Regions from separate parts of the Oryctolagus cuniculus genome. Here regions 1 and 3 are each linked to region 2. A link is a contact called in public Hi-C data. All regions are on one chromosome and are shown on one strand. The core of a region is the stretch at or near the end of the contact, and the rest is flanking DNA. Distances in the headings are between cores, read along the strand shown. Region 1 has its middle 8.7 kb from the start of LEKR1. Region 2 overlaps KCNAB1 (potassium voltage-gated channel subfamily A regulatory beta subunit 1). Region 3 holds the start of TIPARP (TCDD inducible poly(ADP-ribose) polymerase).

Evidence for each region. Hi-C and Micro-C count contacts between places; a contact is called where the count stands out from the background.
Region 1: a contact with region 2 is called in a Hi-C map of skin fibroblasts, with 2.8 times the contacts expected there. The contact joins two enhancer-like sites. A contact is called at or near these places in 2 of 6 Hi-C or Micro-C datasets (skin fibroblasts and an unstated tissue).
Region 3: a Hi-C map of an unstated tissue shows a contact between it and region 2, with 6 times the contacts expected there. The contact joins the promoter of TIPARP here to the enhancer-like site in region 2. A contact is called at or near these places in 3 of 6 Hi-C or Micro-C datasets (ear pinna, skin fibroblasts and an unstated tissue).

The regions. Positions count from the first base shown.
Region 1 is chr4:124,019,866-124,023,822 of mOryCun1.1, forward strand. No RefSeq gene overlaps it. Among named protein-coding and RNA genes, the nearest start is that of LEKR1, 8.7 kb to the left of the region's middle. Within about 2 kb of position 1,521, at least 6 of the 8 cell types and tissues checked have an H3K27ac peak or open chromatin away from gene starts, as enhancers often do.
Region 2 is chr4:124,766,137-124,770,242 of mOryCun1.1, forward strand. All of the region lies in intron 1 of KCNAB1 (potassium voltage-gated channel subfamily A regulatory beta subunit 1), which reads right to left. Among named protein-coding and RNA genes, the nearest start is that of KCNAB1, 46 kb to the right of the region's middle. Within about 2 kb of position 2,470, at least 3 of the 8 cell types and tissues checked have an H3K27ac peak or open chromatin away from gene starts, as enhancers often do.
Region 3 is chr4:124,200,806-124,204,550 of mOryCun1.1, forward strand. It overlaps TIPARP (TCDD inducible poly(ADP-ribose) polymerase), which reads right to left and starts at 1,743. Exons shown (of 6, transcript XM_002716323.5): 1 at 1,515-1,743.

The sequences.
Region 1 (3,957 bases), core at 271-2,770, 750 kb before region 2:
TAGGCCTAAAGGTGGTGATAAGAGGAATTGAGAAAATACAGATTCACCAAATCGAAGTTTAATAGAAAATAATATGACATTTTCTGAGCTCTAACTTGAATGGGGTTGTTCTGTGTGTTGAACTGACGCGAAAAGTGGTGTCATTTTTGTTTTGCTTTGTAAACTTGATTTATCCGCAAGCCTACAAACATTCGAACTATGTAAATAGCTCTCTGAGCAGAGAAACACTTCGTGCTCACATGTTCGTGAGAAGGAACTTAGTTTCTTATAACGTGTCACCTTTTTTTTTAATGCCCTTGGGGCTTTTGAGTCACCCTGTAAAGAAGTCTCTCCAGTTAAAATGCCAGGGAGACCAGGCACCTCTGATTTTAAAATGAAACGCTGGAGAGCTATGGAAGAATGACAGCATGCACAGAATCCGGACTCTGATTAGTCCCTGTGCAGAGTGGACAAAACTCGGGCGCCAGCGCGGCCGTCCTGGCTCTGCTTCCATTCTCTGAGCCTGTCACACAGCTGCCCTTGTGCGCCGGTCCTCTGAAGTCAAAGCTTGCCGGCGAGAGCGGCCCTGGCGTGATCGCTGATTGATAGAGCAGCTCTGGTTCCTGATTCGTTTAATACATCCTGTCTGAGCGGCTTTTATTACCGAACGTTACCCACGTTCTGATAACAAGGGGACGCCGTGTCCTCCCCAGTGAACTCACTCCCTGTCCCAGAAATAGGCGCATAGCGTGACTGCCCTCCCCGCCGGGGCTGTAAAACTGGAAGCCAGGCGCCGCCCTCCAGCACCTGCGCCTCCCGCGGGGTGACGGCTGCTCGGAGCACGAAGTGCGTGCGGCCGCGGACCGGCAGGTCACGCAACCCTCGGCTGCCCCGCCGCCTGCGTGCCGGCAGCCCGCCCCGCCCCCGCCGCCTGCTTTTGCTGCTTGCGTGTGCACTCGCGGCTTCCTGGTGGGCCCATAGCCTGCCTCGCGTGCCAGCTCAGCCGCGTAATCCGGCGAGGAATCCCAGATTCCGCCCGGCCCCCCTCGCCCTCCGCCAGCTTTAGCCCGAGCGGGTGATGCCCTCGTCTTAATGCCTAAAAGTTTCCACTTCCGATGTTATGCGGCAAACACCTCGGACTGCGGAAGCAGGGAGAAGGGGGAGGAGGCCGCGGAGTCAGCCTCGCCCCTGCACCCGTCTCCGCCTCAGCAGCCTCGGCAACCTTCCTCCGTCGGACGGGCCGACCGGTGGAGGGGCAGGGCAGGGCAGGGCAGGGGCGGCCCGCCCGGGGCTCGGAGACCCGGGGAGGGGCCCCTGGCGGGCGGCTGACGGCGCCAGCCTCGGACCCCCGCGTTGGAGACCAGTTTCGTGGCCGGGCGAATGACCCCAGCCTGCTGCAGACTTCGGAGGGGCTGGCAGCTGTGCCGGGGCCGCTGAAGCTGAAGAGAGCGCTCAGCGGGCCGGCGCTGTGTAGGTTTCCGTGACTTGTCGGTGCCCCGGGCCTTCGGAATAATGAGAACGGGGACATTGTGACAAGTCAGAAGAGCTGGCAGGGCGCGTCCGCACGGAGGCTCGGGCGCGCCTCACGCTACACCGAGTGCGCCGAGGGGACGCGCGTGTCGTGACGCCCGGCAATGAGCTCAATTTGAACAACCGCAGCATCGGGGCCGGGGAAGGCAGCCAGTCACGCAGCGGCTGCCTGGGCTGACCCCCTCTGACCCCGACTCCGACTTCGGCACAGGGGTGTGGGGAATGCAGCAGTCCCTTCAGAACCGATGGCGTGGGAGCTTCAGAACCATACCGAGGGGTTAGGAACTGGACGAGAAGGTTGGGGGTGGGGGGGACTTGCACAACCTGGGGGGCTGCATTCTGTGAGCAAATCGGCTTTCAAGACCACACTGAAAATCACGTTTTTCAATCAATGGCTTGTAGGTAACTGAAAAAGCAACCGTAACGTGGAACTCTGAAGGTCATTAAAATATGCCTTTAATTTGTATTGCTTCATTTAACAGGCAGTACACACGACTTGCATATGCGTGCATGAAATTTAATTTATGCAGTCAACTCTGGAAGCATGCTTTAGCAAGAGGAATAATTGTGAATTCAGAAAGAGTCAGAGTACAGTCAGATTACTTAAAAGGACTAATGAGCTGAAAAAAAAATCATTCCATGACACGAGGAAGCCATTACATTCTTCTTTTCACGGTCTTGAACATCTTGTACCAACTCAATAATACATGGAGGAAACTAATAATCAAAGAAAATACAAGTATTTAGCTGTGCTAGGCAAACATGAAAAGAGCAATATGTTATAGACAATTAAATAATATCCATAACATGTATTACTGGAATTGGAAGCAGTTTATCATTGAAATCTTTCTATTTCAGCCATTTCCTTAGTATTCCCCTGTAGATGACTCAATGGCAAGTGTCACTGTGAAACAATTAAGATTAGTCAGCATGTGCAGAAAAAACTCTGCTCTGAATGTTTAATTTTTGTGAGTTTTTTTTTTTTTCTTTTACAGATTGTAGTATTTGGGATGGAAGTTCAGTAAGAACTTGAGTCTAAGTGCCTCACATTTTGATGCAAACTGCATCAAATTAATTAAATGACTGAAGCAGTGTGTGAGTAAATGGATGTATAGATAGTACTCTGTACTGACTAGAGCTGTGAACAAAAGCATCTCTTGCCAGGCACTCACATGTGATCCTTGGGTGGTAGAACTGACACTACAGCATACCTACCTCAGCAGAGGTGTGAGAAGTGCTAACCCTTATCACAGGTGCCTTGAGATCTTTGGAGGAACATGATCCATTCAACTTTTTCACTACAATTATGACATCCCATACATAAAATTTAAAAAGTATAAAGTAATGTTTAAATACAATGGTGCCATCAAATTTTGTTGTCCATCGTCCATCAAATACTAAAATAGAAGGAGGCTTAGGGACACTTCATCTTTATTTGACAAATATTTCATGATGTGCAATGGAAGTTTCCAATAATCATTGCTATATTAATATACTTAGTAGTAGTATAATTATATGTATGATTAGTAATGTATGATACCACAATAATAGTATAGTATCTAATAATATTTTTGGTGATGGTATTTTGTAAAGAGAGTTGAGACTTCTAGCCTATGAAGTACCTAGAAGGAAATGAATTTATTTGAGAGACAGAGAGTGTCCATCCCGTGGTTCTCTCTCCCAAATGTCTGCAATGGCCAGCCAGAACCAGGGCAGGCCAAAGCTGGGAGCTTGGATTTCTATCCAGGTTTCCCCACATGGGTGGCAGGAACCCAGCTACTTGAACCATCACCACTGCCTCCCAGGGTTCATATTAGCAGGAAGCTGGAATCAGAGCAAGAATCAAAACCAGGTGCTCACATTGGCATCCTAACCAGATGGCTTAACCCCAAGGCAAAATGCTCACCCGCGAGAACTAATTTTTGATGACTCTTGAGGCATCTTGAAGGCGAGGGACCTTCTTGGTGTAATTTTCTGTTGCTGAATGACTGAAAGTCTAGAGGACTATTCTATCAATGTAGCAATAGACTATATGTATCAGGCCTTCTAGGTGCTGGGGACAGAGCAGTGAAGAGAAAAAAAAAAGATTATTAATGTTTAAATGTCTCACATTAAATATACATTGCACACATCTTTGTAGAAATGTAGAACCCTTTTTTCCTGTTTGAAGCTTTTGGTAGAGGGGTAGGAAGAGTCACCGCAGAGGGGCTCTCTGGGAAGGAAGTTCAGATATGACAGTGGTAAATGATTTTAAAGAGCTAGAAGGCAGATCTCAGTCTTAGCCAATCACTGCCACTTAGCAAATCTCAAAGACAGAAGCACACTATCCTCTGCTTCCCATCATTCTCCCCATCAAAGTTACCCACATCTCACCTAATGCTTGCAACCATCACTGTAAAGTTATTCATGCCATGGTCCTGTCCAGTGGTACAATTTGCTATCTTTGTG
Region 2 (4,106 bases), core at 1,220-3,719:
AGAGTGAACTTAAGGATGGTGAGTCAAAAGGATTGATGGACAAACAGTAGGAAGGGGATGAAGAGCTGGTGATGAGAATGTTGAAAAAGGATAAGTCCACAGCTCTGTGACTTGAGCGTATTAGACACTAATCTGCCACCTTCTAGAATATCCTTCGGGAAACACCACACTGAGCAGAAATAAGGAACGCAGCCTGAGGGAAACCCATGAGTATCCTCTTCTCGTCAAAGTAACTCAAGAACCCAATAAGGCTGGGGCTGGACAGTGGTACCACAGGGAACTTTCTGGAGGAAAGTGTAGTGAGAAATCTGTATTAGCATTCTCCAGAGAAACAGGACCACAGAGAGGAAGAGGGGGGAATGGAGAGTGGGAGAGGGAATTATTACAAGGAATTGGCTCATGGGGCTGGCACTGAGGTGCAGTAGGTTAAAGCTCTGACCTGAAGTGCTGGCATCCCATATGGGTGCTGGTTCGAGTCGCGGCTGCTCCTCTTCTGATCCAGCTCTTTGCTATGGCCTGGGAAAGCAGTAGAAGATGGCCCAAGTTCTTTGGCCCCTGCACCCACGTGGGAGACCCAGAAGAAGCTCCTGGCTCCTGGCTTTGGATCAGCACAGCTCCAGCCGTTGCAGCCATCTGGGGAGTGAACCAGCAGATGGAAGACCTCTCTATCTCTGCCTCTCTCTGTAACTCTGTATTTCAAATAAATAAAATAAATCTTAAAAAAAGAGGAATTGGCTAATGACTTTAGAGGCTAAGAAGACCTAAGAGGTGCGGTTGGTGAGTGGGAGGCCGGGAAGAGTGGATGGTCTGTTTCAGTACAAATCTAAAGACCTGAGAATTGGCAAGGCTGGCAGTGTCAAGTTCAAGTCTGCAATCAGGAAAAAAGGGATATCCCAGCTCAGTTAGGTAGGAGGAGTTCCCTTCTAGTCATGGTCTAGTCAGCCTTTTTTTTTTCTATTCTGGCCTTGAATGCATAACTGAATGATGCAGGCTTACCCTGGGGATGGTAATCCACTTGACTCACTCCATTGATTGAAATGTTACTATTACCCCAAACACCCTGGCAGACATACCCAGAATAATGTTTTGACCAAATGTCTAGGCAGCCCATGGCTCAGGCAAGTTGATACATGAAATAACATATCATACACTTAGCAGCTGAGTGACTAAAGAGTGAAACAAGCTGGATATCTAAGAAGAAACAGAAATAAAGTGGGCTATGACATTCCTATAAGTAGAATATAGCATCATCAAAGTTTCTTGAATTCCAAGATTTAAGGACTGATGTCCTATAACAATAATGCCATCAAGTACCGGTCTGTTTTTAGTAGAGAGAAAATCAGGAAGTAAGAGGCAGGGAGATTACGGGCTGGTGGAGCAATTCTCTGTGTCTGATCATCCAGCAGATTGTCTTCCAGCAAACAATGAAGGCTTCTTTGTTATACTCCTGCTTAATAATTCATTGATTCAGTAAATATTTACTAAGTTCTACACTAGATGTCAGATTGCAGGAATGCAACAATTAACCATGCACATAAAATCCCTGCTCTTATGAAATTCATACTCCAGCAGGAAAGACAGATAACATAGAAATAAACAAGGAAGAGTGGAAGGAGGAGCTAATTGAACAATCTCACAAAGAAGTTACAATGGGAACCTTTTGGGAAATTGCAGAGAGAGGTGCTAGTCTTAGCCAGTGGTTGGTTCAGGAAACAAGAGGCCTCAGCCTGCAGGTGTTGTCACTGCATGCCAAGAGCTGTGAAATTCCACAAGCAGGCTGAATCACTGACCCCTTACTTACACACCCTTCAAATGCTAAAGCAAGCGCATCCATGCCTAATGAGCGGCACATTCCACACCCAAGGCGACAAAGCCTCTGTCTCATTCTGCCTTAACAAATTAGGAGGAATATCATGTAGGGAAAAATGACTACAGACAACCCACTGAGCATCTCCCTGGTGGTTTCAACCCCTCCCACAGTGGGCTCACCAGGACCAAGGCCAGAACGCATACTCTCATCTGTCCAAAGACCAGCCTGGAATAAGCTGGCAGCTCCAGCCTCTTGGAGTGGTTTCCTGCCCAGCTCTTTCATGGTAACCTGACATAGGGGTGGGACAGTCCTGTGTTAACTGCTTCTGTGCTCCCTGCCCCCACCCTGCCACCCCTCCCAGTACTCAGAGACCCTTATTCTACTACCCCGTGCATTCCTGGAGACTTTTGACACAGCCACCACCAACACCCACACCCTAGTGGACATGCTGAGCAGACGAACGCTGATGACAGAGTTTACGTGGCTCAACAAGGGCGGCATACCCTTGAGAGCCTCCTCAGCTTGGGACCTAACATTCCAGATGAAAACATGTGTAGACCTTGTTGGGTAGCCCTGGAACACAGTCTTTAACCCCGGAGCTGGAGCTTGGACCAGGAGATCCTGGAATACACCCAGTGATTGCACAGCCCACAGCGCCACCTCCCAACCAGAGGCGGACGTGCAGCTAGTCACAGCTCTTCCCCAGCCACCCTCGCTAAAATTAGTCCTGCCTGAACTGATCCAGATTGAACAAGACCTAAAAGAAATGACAACAAAATTCCATATGTGATTCAATTCTGGATCTTGGGCTTTGAAAAAATACAACAAAAGCCATGAATTACTGTGTTGGTTGACAGGAATGTGGATGGTAGGTTAAAGTATCCAGTTAATGTAAATTATGAAAATTTACAGAGGATATGTGAGAGACTATCCTTGTGCTTGGGAGGTTTGCAAATGACTCTCAAAAGCCTTGGGAAAACAAATGGGGACGGGAGCTGTAGGAACCCAGCATGTGAGAGCATGAGCAAAGGTTAAAATAAATGGGCAAAATGTTCACAATATGTTAAAGGATAAAGAGCATACAGATGTTCTTTATATACATTATACTTGGAACCTTGTAAGTCTGAAATTACTTTTTAAATAAAAAGTGTTTTAAAAGAGCTGGACTTAACAACTAGATAGCAATTCTGAAAATAGCTCCTCTACTCCTGGACTCCCACCATTCGAGATTCATTTCTGTGGATATGTGTATTTTTCAGACACAGTGAAATATTAGGGAGATTCAGTTGATACCTAGCTAAGGGCAGGCAGGGGAATCACTTGTTGGGGGAGGCAAAGGCATTCATCTTGGAGAGGTAGCCCATGATAACAGAAAATGAACAGTGGGTAGAAAGGAGGAAGGATCCCTCCCAATCTGGTCATGAGCCAGACAGCAGGGTCCTGGTTTTGAGAACATTGGTGGTCTGTGAGCTAACCTTTTCACACATTCCAGAACATTCTCTGAAGGAAGGGTGAGGGTGAGAAACCTACCTATCCTTTCTCCACCAGTCATGCTCAGACGTGTGTACTATGGCTTAGAATCCTCTGTGCTGGGGAACTCTTGGACATAGCTAATGTAATCTACAAAATATCTACCTATATGGATTGGCATCCTGAGAAGGCAGAAGATGATGACCCCAGTACTTGGGTCTTTGCCACCAATGTGGGAGATTCAGATGGAGTTCCTGGCTCCTAGCTTCAGCCTGGTCCAACCTTGGTGGTTGTAGCCATTTGGGGAATGAACCAGTGCATGGAAAAGTCTCAGTCTCCCCCTTTGTTTGACTTTCCAAAAAAAAAAAACCAGGTAAATCTTTAAAAAACTCTATCTACCTGGGTTAGGTTATAATACCGTAAGGCTGATATAGGATGAGGACTTCTCAGAACCCCAGGCATAATGTTTTCTCTTTTTCTGACTATATGAAATTTCCCATTGTCCCAGTGAAGGAAAATACACAGATTCAAAGTTAAGTTCTGATCTACGTTTGTGCTGATCTCCTGCTAGCTGCCCTTCAAGCCGAGTTTCTTTTCTTTATGGAATAGTGCATCCTAGTGGCATTCTTGGAAACTGCAGGTGAATTCAGAAAGCTCTTTGGCGAAACCTCATTTAGCCCATGGCTGCCCTTTGGTCAGGAAAATCAGCTTTCAAAATGCTTCTTCTTCTTTTTTTTTTTTTTTTTTTCAGATGTAACTTATGACCACAACTTTTATAGGAGGAAATGGGTTTGCGTCACGTAGTGTTGTCCTCAAGCCCTGAATT
Region 3 (3,745 bases), core at 493-2,992, 570 kb before region 2:
TCTAACTGGAGACGTTCATAAAGCTATGTGTAAAAAGAGCGTAATAATATTCAGAAAAATAAAACAGTATATAACAAACTATCAGTACACATGGTAAGCACAAAAGGAAAAGGCAGAAATAGGAGAGAGCGGTGTGAGCTGGCATTATTAGGGAAAGCTTCACGAAGGAGGGATCTGACATGAGACATAAATCAACTGGAAAGCAGCCAAGCCAGGCGTTATTATTCATCATTCGGTGCTCTTGCCTCAAGGCACAATTGGCACAGATTGTGGTATTCCCTCTCCACCACACCAAACCGGCCTGTGCCTTCCCCCACGCACACCACAAACTAAACCACTCCTATCACACCCAATCAAGGCAGAGCAGCCACTAAAGCAATTTTACTTAGACGTGCACGCGCGCGCGCGCACACGCGCACACACACACACACACACACACACACACACACACGCCCGCACACACACACCAACTTTTCCTGTTCTTGCCCCTTGTCAAACTCGGAAACAAAACTGGGGAGAAGAAGAGAGAACTCGAGTAGTTCCTCAATTAGTTTGCATAACAGAAAAATAAAGATTGGAAGGGCACTTCCTCCAGGGCCCCGCTGCAGGCGACACACCGCGCCACCTCTCACCTCGTGACGCCCATCACACCTTCCATGGAAACCGCCCGCCGCCGCGCGACTCCCGGGCGCCAGCTCGGGTCCGAGCGACGCCTCCTGCCGGCCGCGGCGGTTGGCGCAGCTCGGGGCCCCGAGGCGCCGCCGCTCCGCGCCACGGTGCAGAGGCGCCGCCGGGTCCCGCAATCCCTGGGGTCCCGCGGAGCGTTCCCGCCCCGACAGACGCCCGGGCGCCCCCCACCCCTCAACCAACTTCGAGCCCCGGCGTCCCCGCATCCCCCTCTCCCGGCGCCTTCCACACTGAATTCCGGCTGCACCTCCCGAGGAGCGTCCTGCGACTCCCGGGGGGCTCGCCCAACTCAGCCGCCAAGCGGCCAAGCGAGCGCGGCGGCCGGCTCGCGGGCGGCGAAGCCGAAAAAGTTCACGCGAAAGCCGCCTGCAAACTTCTGGGCTGCAGCCCGGAGCGCGGGGTGCCCGGAAGGCTCCCGCAGCCGCCGCGCCCTCCCCCGGGGCTGCGAAGGGTTCCTCCGCGCCTCAGAGTGCCAGGGTCTGCCCGCAAAGACGCGCCCCAGCCCGCCCGCCCGCCCGCCCTGACGGGCAGGGGCAGACTCTGGCGACCCCGACTAAATCTTCAGCGTCTAAAATCTCCAGCGTCCCATTAGTACACCTGCCAAAGGCTCTGGGTGTGTAAGACGACTTAGAAGTGTAAACGAATCCCACCCTGATACTGACGGGATCGGATCCGAGGGAATTCGGTACAAAGACAGTCTAAAAACCAATTAGCCCGATCTGCCAGAGCCCGGCACTCTCCCGGCGGGGGACCGGGGCCGCGAGGCCAGCGCCCGCCATCCCGACTAGGGTCCCTCGTCCCCTCAGAGCCCACCCGGCGCCCCTTACCTGAACGGGCAGGCTGAGAAAACGGACGTCCAGAGCAGCGTCCGCGCCAGGGGTCGGCACGGAGACGGGTGCCGGCGTCTAGGGGTCGCAGGCTGGCGAAGCGGCGAGCCGCGCACGGGCCATTCCGCCGCCGCGAGCGCAGAAAGGCTGGACCGCGCTCCCGTTCCAGATCGCTCGCCTGTCACCTCGAGCTCTGCTTTAAGTGGCTTCCGGTCGCCTCCTCCCGGCGGCCCCGTCGCGGAGGCGGAGCCTGGGCGGCGGGGGGTGGGGTGGGGTGAGGGGGCCGGGCGCTCAGTGGGTGCCAGGAAGAGGAGGCCCGCCCCCCGCGCGCGCGTGCGCGCTCGCTCGCTCGCTCGCGGGGTGGCGCGGGGGTGTGCGTGCTGCGGCCCTGTGCTCCCGCGAGGGGGCGTGTCCCTTCGCGGGCCGGCGGGGTCCTGCAGGGTCCGCGTCTACGCGCGCCGAGGAGCGCGGGCTGGGAGGGCAGGAGGCGCGCGCTACGTGGGGCGGGCTCCACCTGCCTGCGGACAGATGGAGGGTCACTTTGTTCCAAGTAGACCTGGGCACCCGATGTGAGGGAGGATGTGAAACGGAACGACCCGTTTCGGTGCGGTTGGCTTTGTTTATTTGCCTCCACACGAGACGCTCCCAGCCACGGACGCCGCCCGACCCAGAAAGGAGGCAAACGGCTGCCACCGCGGCTGCCGCCAGACGGGGTCGCCTGCCCCGCGCCGGTTGGGCGGGACGGGCTGCGCAGTATAGCTTAGGGCGTTTGACCGTGGAAGCGCGTTTACGTGTGTTTTCAGGCCCACACACACCATACGGACTTAGTTACTCATTTAACGAACATGTTCCGTCAGAGCGCCAGTTACGGGCCGGGCAAGGCCCCGAAGCGCCCGGGCCCCGTGCCTGGCCTCAGGGCGCTAGCGGAGCACCCAGGGGTCACCGAACTGTACACCGAGTGTGAAATAGCCATTTTTTCTGGATTGTAAAATTCTTTGAAGTGTAACTCCGCGTATTGTATACATTTTCGGTGGTGAGGAAAGAAACACTACATTAAGTTAATATAATTCCTATATATAAATATATATTTAAAATGGGGAGGGATGAGCGCGGGTCAGGGTATCCTGGTAATCCCAGACAGGGATTAATAGGAAAAATCGGGACTTTAGAGGGAACGATGATAGGAACACGGTTCCAAGCCTTTAGTACCCTGTTCTAAATCAGCCTAGGTAGGAACACCAGCGAGGAGTAAAGGGTGGTACCTCCCAGCAGGTTTATTTCAAGTCCATCAAGATAAAACTAAGGTGGAGTTGATGGGGTAGAATTCAGAGGCCGATTGGTTAAAAAACAAGCATCCTTAGCTTTCAAAACTGTATCGAGAAAAGATCTTGATCTGTGACTACTCATACATAGAATTCCCTAGAAGCAAATATTTAAGTTTACCATCTTACTGTTTGCTTTCAATTTGTCTCCGCTGTTTTGTTCCTTTACTTTTCTTTCCTGCCTTCCTTTGGAATTTTTAATTCCATTCTCTTCTAACAAATAGATTGTTACATGTTCTTTATTGTTTTGGTAGTGGTTCAGTTATTTGTTGCTGTGTCCAAACCAAAAACGGAACAACTTAAACCAATAATCCTTATATTTGCTCATGATTCTGAATTGTCTGGCTCAGGAATTCAGTCAGGGCATACTACAAGTGGTTGATCCCTGCTCCACCATGTCTGGGGTGTTGATTAGGGTGTCTCAGATGGCCAGGCTAGGATGGCTCAACAAGGCCATATGTCTTGGGACATGTGGATAGAGATGGAGTCTCATAACAGAGAAGAAGATGAGCGTGGTGTGGAAAATATGAAGATGGAAGCTAAGGATGTTGGAGCACAAAGATGGAAGGTTGTTGGGTTCATTCCTTGTTTTTCTCTACATTGCTTTTCCATGTGGCTGATTTAAGATTTCTTCACACAATGGTAATCCTAAGGTTGCAAGAAGGGATATAAGACAAACTCAATATGCAAACCTTTTCTTGTATCAGTCTTACTCATGTGTCCTTGGCCAGAGCAAGTCATATGACCAAGCTCAGCATCAGTGTGGGATGGAACTTACACAAGACTGTAGACATTGGGGGAAAATGGCTCATGAGGACCACTGAGATTCAAGGCAGATCACCAGAACTCCAATCAGGAATTAATAATTAAAAGTTACTTCCAGATGTAGCTTTTTAGGGTTTCATCTTA